Linked DNA regions of Sus scrofa: region 1 is linked to region 2. Evidence: chromatin contacts called from public HiChIP or PLAC-seq data. All regions are on one chromosome and are shown on one strand. Each heading gives the region's core, a stretch centred on a gene start, on an enhancer-like site or on the middle of the called end of the contact. The rest is flanking DNA. Distances are from core to core; before and after follow the strand shown.

What was found. HiChIP or PLAC-seq counts read pairs in DNA pulled down with a chosen protein or histone mark.
Region 1: a contact with region 2 is called in an H3K27ac HiChIP or PLAC-seq map of alveolar macrophages. The contact joins the promoter of VTA1 here to the enhancer-like site in region 2. A contact is called at or near these places in 1 of 5 promoter capture datasets (liver), 5 of 47 Hi-C or Micro-C datasets (embryonic fibroblasts, fibroblasts, liver and 1 more) and 1 of 2 datasets of contacts at active chromatin or transcription factors (alveolar macrophages).

What each region holds. Positions count from the first base shown.
Region 1 is chr1:22,922,599-22,925,298 of Sscrofa11.1, reverse strand. It overlaps VTA1 (vacuolar protein sorting-associated protein VTA1 homolog), which reads left to right and starts at 1,438. Exons shown (of 8, transcript XM_021087275.1): 1 at 1,438-1,632. The coding sequence starts at 1,521.
Region 2 is chr1:22,787,474-22,790,194 of Sscrofa11.1, reverse strand. All of the region lies in intron 3 of ADGRG6 (adhesion G-protein coupled receptor G6), which reads left to right. Among named protein-coding and RNA genes, the nearest start is that of ADGRG6, 13 kb to the left of the region's middle. Within about 2 kb of position 1,359, at least 21 of the 83 cell types and tissues checked have an H3K27ac peak or open chromatin away from gene starts, as enhancers often do. A contact at or near this core is called in alveolar macrophages, embryonic fibroblasts, liver and 1 more, where this site is marked.

The DNA of each region.
Region 1 (2,700 bases), core at 189-2,688, 140 kb before region 2:
CCTCACAGCTCTGAAAGCTGGAAGGTGAAGATTTGGGTGCCAGCACAGTCAGGTTCTGGTGGGACCCTCCTCCACGCTGCAGACTGCTGATTTCTCCCTGTATCTGCAAATGGTGGAGGGACAGTCTAGCTTGTGGGGTCCCTTTTATATGGGCATTCATCTCATTCATGAAGGCTCTGTGTGCACGACCTAACCATATGCCAAGGGCCCCACCTTTGGCATTCAGTTTCAACACACAAATTTTGGGGAGACACAAATATTCAGTCCACAGTACACACGTTCTCAAGTGGTAATGAATGTGTTGCTGAAATTGGGGAGAATACAGAATTCAGTTCATTGCAAAAAAAAGAAAAAAGGCAGCCTCCTGATAAGATGATGTAGTCTGCAAACATGGATAGACAAAAGATGTGGACTGGAGGTTATACAGGACAAGGAGCAGGTTCTGCTGAGGTCACGGGTGGGATAGGATGGGTGGAGTGTGGATTAGAGAATAGGCAGATGGAAATTTCAGAGCTTGAGATCTTGTTTCTTTGAGATGGTGCAATTTCCATGAAAATTAGTTTTAAGATGAACTCTCAAAACTGGGGACTGAGATAAAATAAATAAAGATGAAGGGTATTGGAGGAGGTAAATAAAGAGTAAAGTCCTGAAAAATTATAGGATGGAGAGGAGAGAAAAATAATTGATGTCACTGATGGTAACAGTGATGGGAAAAGTTGATGCCTACCTACAAAGTACGAGTCGGCAGCATTGAACAAGAATTATTATTTGAACGCCTTATCTGTGCAATCACAAGATAATAACTGTCAAAAGACTTTGCAAATAGTTCATCACTCTCCAGAAACTACCGACCTACAAATTATTCATTCACTAGTGTTTGTGGTAACCAGCTCAGAAAAAAAAAGTTCAATTTTTTTTTAAGCTTAACGTGTTTAGTATTTAAGTTAAAAAAGCGGCTGGTTATTTTATCCAATGTGTCAACACAAAAAAGTGTAATTCAACATTTTAAACACATCATCTCTCATCTTACGCAAGAATTGCATTTAAAGTTTCTAAAATTGGAAAGGCTTCTAGGGACTCTATTAGTACAACCTGAGGAACTGGAAGAGAAAATTCCTGAATGATGCCAAAGGCAATTCACGCCTTTACCCTTTCTGCCAATTAACAATCATTATTTTCTTTTTGTTTTTCCCTTTCTATCTTCTGACACAAAAGGGGGGTCGAGGGTGGAAACAAAGAAAATAAAACAATCTCTTTTCCCTTCTGCCAGCAGCCAGCAGAGAGCGCTGGTGCCATAAGCAGCTTAACCGCGAAGCTGCTCAGCCTCCTCGGGGCACTAAACTGCTACGAGCCAGACAAGCGGAGGCTGTCCCTGTTGGGAACCCGTAATTGACCTGCTGTTGCTGAGCAACAGGGAAATGGGCGGGACTTGCTGTGCCCGTGCTTGCGCGCGCCCTCCGAAGACGGAAGCGGAAGTGTCGGCGGCGCGCGAGTAGGAAGTGGTGGTTCTTGGGGTGGAGATGGCCGCGCTTGCTCCGCTGCCCCCGCTGCCTCCGCAGTTTAAGAGCATTCAGCATCATCTGAGGACGGCTCAGGAGCATGACAAGCGGGACCCTGTGGTGGCATATTACTGTGAGTCTGTCCGTGTCGCCGCGGCCCTCATTACCCTCCCGGGCCCACAAAACTGCCTCTTGGTTCTTAAGTCAAGGCCCCGCCCCCCTGGCTTTAGACCTAGCTTTGACCTCTGACCCTCTGACCTTCTGTGGGAATCCCTAGGGCCCCGCCCTCCTCAGGGATCCCCACATTCTCTCTGGAACCCCGCAAGCCCCAGAAAGGCAAAACTTCAAAAGCACGGCGGTGGCCACCAGCTCTCCAGTCTTGTGCTTAAATATTTTTAAACTGATCACATAGGCTCATGAGCTCTTAAGGTTTTCTTTCTGTATGGACGTCCGAGAGCCTCCAGCCCCCACCAGGGTTTCCTGAAAATACCCTGAATATCCTGGAATTAATCTGAGTAGTTAAGTAATTGAGTTGGGGTTAAAACATAGGTAAGTGTCCTAAAGACAGTAGTGATGTGGACAAAAGGGAGATGAATTGATTGAGAACATAGTAATAAGTGCAGATTAATTGTGACAACATGCAAGTCCATTCACAAATTCATAATGAAGAGTAGCTGCTACAAAACAAGCACTTGGGTTAGACCATTCCTCCTTTTGCATCCAGACTACTCTTTCCCACTAATGAGGATCTTTGGTTTTAACTTCTTTGAATAATACCTGGGGCTGAGACGTTTGGTAGCAGTATTCTCACTTTGGTTGACTGTAATACACATAATCTACAGTTGATGAAACACACAGATTAAGTTTGTTCATACTTTTTCCTTTGCAGTGAAGATAGTAGGTCCAGTAAACTTTATTTTATATTACATAGTCTAACTTAATTGCATATAAAACAAGTGACCAAACAACTATAAAGTTTCTGAAAAGGACTTTTAGCTTTGAGAAGCTCAATATAATGTGTCCTCTGTTGTGGACATTATAAGATTAGCTAAAATACTGTCCACTGTTATCGTTGCCATACGCCAGGTGTCTCCCGCTTTGATTTCTCAAATATGCAAGGCCCTTTCAAACCTCTGCTCTCTTCCCTTTCTTGGGTTGTCTGCCTTTTTTCTCCACTTGGAGAACTCTTCATGATTCAGGT
Region 2 (2,721 bases), core at 110-2,609:
CCCCCGAAATGCAAATTACAAAATGTTATTGTTTTTTACCCACTAGCTTGACAGTATTTAGAAGGTTGATATCATCTAGTATTATTGAAGTTCAGGTAAAAGACACACACTAACACTAACTCTTAGTGTGTGTCTTTTACCTCAACTTCAGTAATACTGTTGGCTCTATCTTTTGGGAGAGTAATTGGACAACATTTTTTAAAAAGTAAGAATGTCGCTGTTCTTTGACGTATCATGCCCATCTGTTCTACAGATGGGAAACAAAAACCACAACAAATATATGGAGAAATGTGTATGCGTATAACATTGTTTTAGCGAACAGTTGGTAAAGATTGATTATTCATCAGTAAGGGAATGCTATAGAAATTATTTTGTGTTTATACCATGAAATATGGTGCAGCCATTCCAAACTATGTAGTGTACCTGTGTATATTGGCTTGGAAAGATGTCCATGATAATAATACTAAGTTAAGAAGCGAATACCAGAGCAGTGTAAGATTATCCTAGATTTGTAATGGGTTATACTACAAAACAGGGGTTACTGTGTATGTATATTTTTGTGAAAGACTGTATGGACATATTAATAAAACATCAGGTTTTGTGTGCATGTGTGTCTTTTGTCTTTTTAGGGCTGCACCCGAGGCACATGGAGGTTCCCAGGCTAGGGGTCCAATCGGAGCTGTTGCTGCGGGCCTACGCCAGAGCCACAGCAACGTCAGATCCGAGCTGCATTGGTAACGCTGGATCCTTAACCCGCTGAGCAAGGCCAGGGATCGAACGCAACGCAAGACCTCATGGTTCCTATTCGGATATGTTTCCACTGCCCCACGCCACGACAGGAATTCCCTAAAACATCAGGTTTTAAAATGGATTATCTCTGGGTCATAAAACGGATTATCCGAGGGTTGGAGTAAGAAGGGGGTAGATGATGGAACTTTATACAGCTCTGAATTATTTGCTTTGTTAGAATGAACGTGTGTTACTTTAGTAATTTGGAAAGACCAAACATCCTGATAAAATTATTTGGTATGAAAAAAAATTTAAAAAATGGCCAGAGAGACTCCTGGCATGTGTGAATATTATATTTTTCTGTTAGTCCCTTAGCTATCACTCCCACTCTTCCTTCACTTGGTAAGACTCTCTGAAAGGTGTTTCAAATAAAAACCTTTTTTTCATGGAGCTAGATATGCCCTGACTCTGAAGGTGAATGATGACATCTCAAGCAGAGAGAAGGTTACAGCTTCAAGTAGAGTGGGAAACAAACAGCCAAGAGCCAGCGATTTCCTAAGCAACGAAGAGCCTGTTTCCCCACAGATAGCCTTAGTCACGAGCACCGTGGGAGGAGCCTACCTTCTTGCCTGCAAATCCATGACATCAGCAGATTATTTCAAGGTTCAGTGCTATTCTGATATCTATGATACATCAACAGCTAAAAGGGGAAGTGTTTCTGAAAGTACAGTCTGGCCTGAATTGTGTACTTTCTAGCCAAGAGCACAGCACGCTTCTGGAAGGTAGATGATTGGGCTCAAGGAATCTTGTGCTTTTTTTGGTTGGTTTGTGTGTTAATTTTTCTCATGATAGTAGAACGAGCCATTATTCTGAAATATTAATTACATGGTAGTCTGTATTGGAGGGTTAGATATCTTTTATACGTATTTTTATATTTGATCAAAAGGCTTTCAAATACATAGATAGATAATCCTTTTATAAGTCTGCCAGGTTTTTTTCCTAGCCATTTTAGTATCAATGTTGTTAATTGTTAAATACTTATATGTGAAAGGTTAAAAATAAGACTCTGCTTGTGTAACTATTCGTGTCAAGTGAAGAAAGAGCCAGAATAATGCCTAAGTGACTAACAGAAATTTATAATGTCTGATGGTAAATGTTTGTAGGATTTTTATTTTTTCAGTCAGGGTCATAGTGCTCCCAATTACCATCTGAAGCTTTCAGCTAAAAGGCCGTTTTCTCATTCTACACCTCAGATTAGAAGAGCCATTGTGATTGAATCAGCAAACCTTAGAGAGTCTTGAGAAGTTTCTTTGATGCATCTCCCTGTAGATAAATTCCTTCACACACCTTTGAGATGATCTGAATTTGATGTCAGTAAATATGAAATCCTACGTTGGGGTCATAAAGTCAGTTACATAAAAGTGGAATGGGGTGACTCATCTTTTCACCGCAGTGACGGTCTCAAGTGACTAAGCAGTTTGAGGGGGCCTCCGGTGAAACTGGCACTGTTTAGGAATTAGGTATGAGGAAGAAGGGGATGTTAGCAAAGAGGCCTGCCCTTCACGCTTTTCTCTGTCAGATCATGCTTGTTGCTGGTCTCCAGGCATGGTTGTCACCCTTCAGAGGGAATTCGTAGAGTATCTGGCCCAGGCCCATCAGTCTGGTGATGAGTTGAGAGCAGTCTGATGAATGTTTCAGAGCTTCTCTGTCTCCACTGCATGATGTGAAGCTTCTGTGGGCCTGGGCTGCAGCTGTGGACTCCGTGCTTTGAGTCAGTCCCCTCTTTGTTGCTTTCGTGTAATTTTTTTTTTTTTTTAGAAAGTAAAAAAAAAAAATTGTTTTTTAAGGGCCGTGTGTGGCATATGAAGGTCCCAGGATAGGGGTCGAATCGGAGCTTTAGTTGCTGGCCTACACCACAGCCACAGGGACTCGGGATCCAAGCTGCATCTGCGAACTATACCACAGCTCACGGCAATGCCGGATCCTTTACCC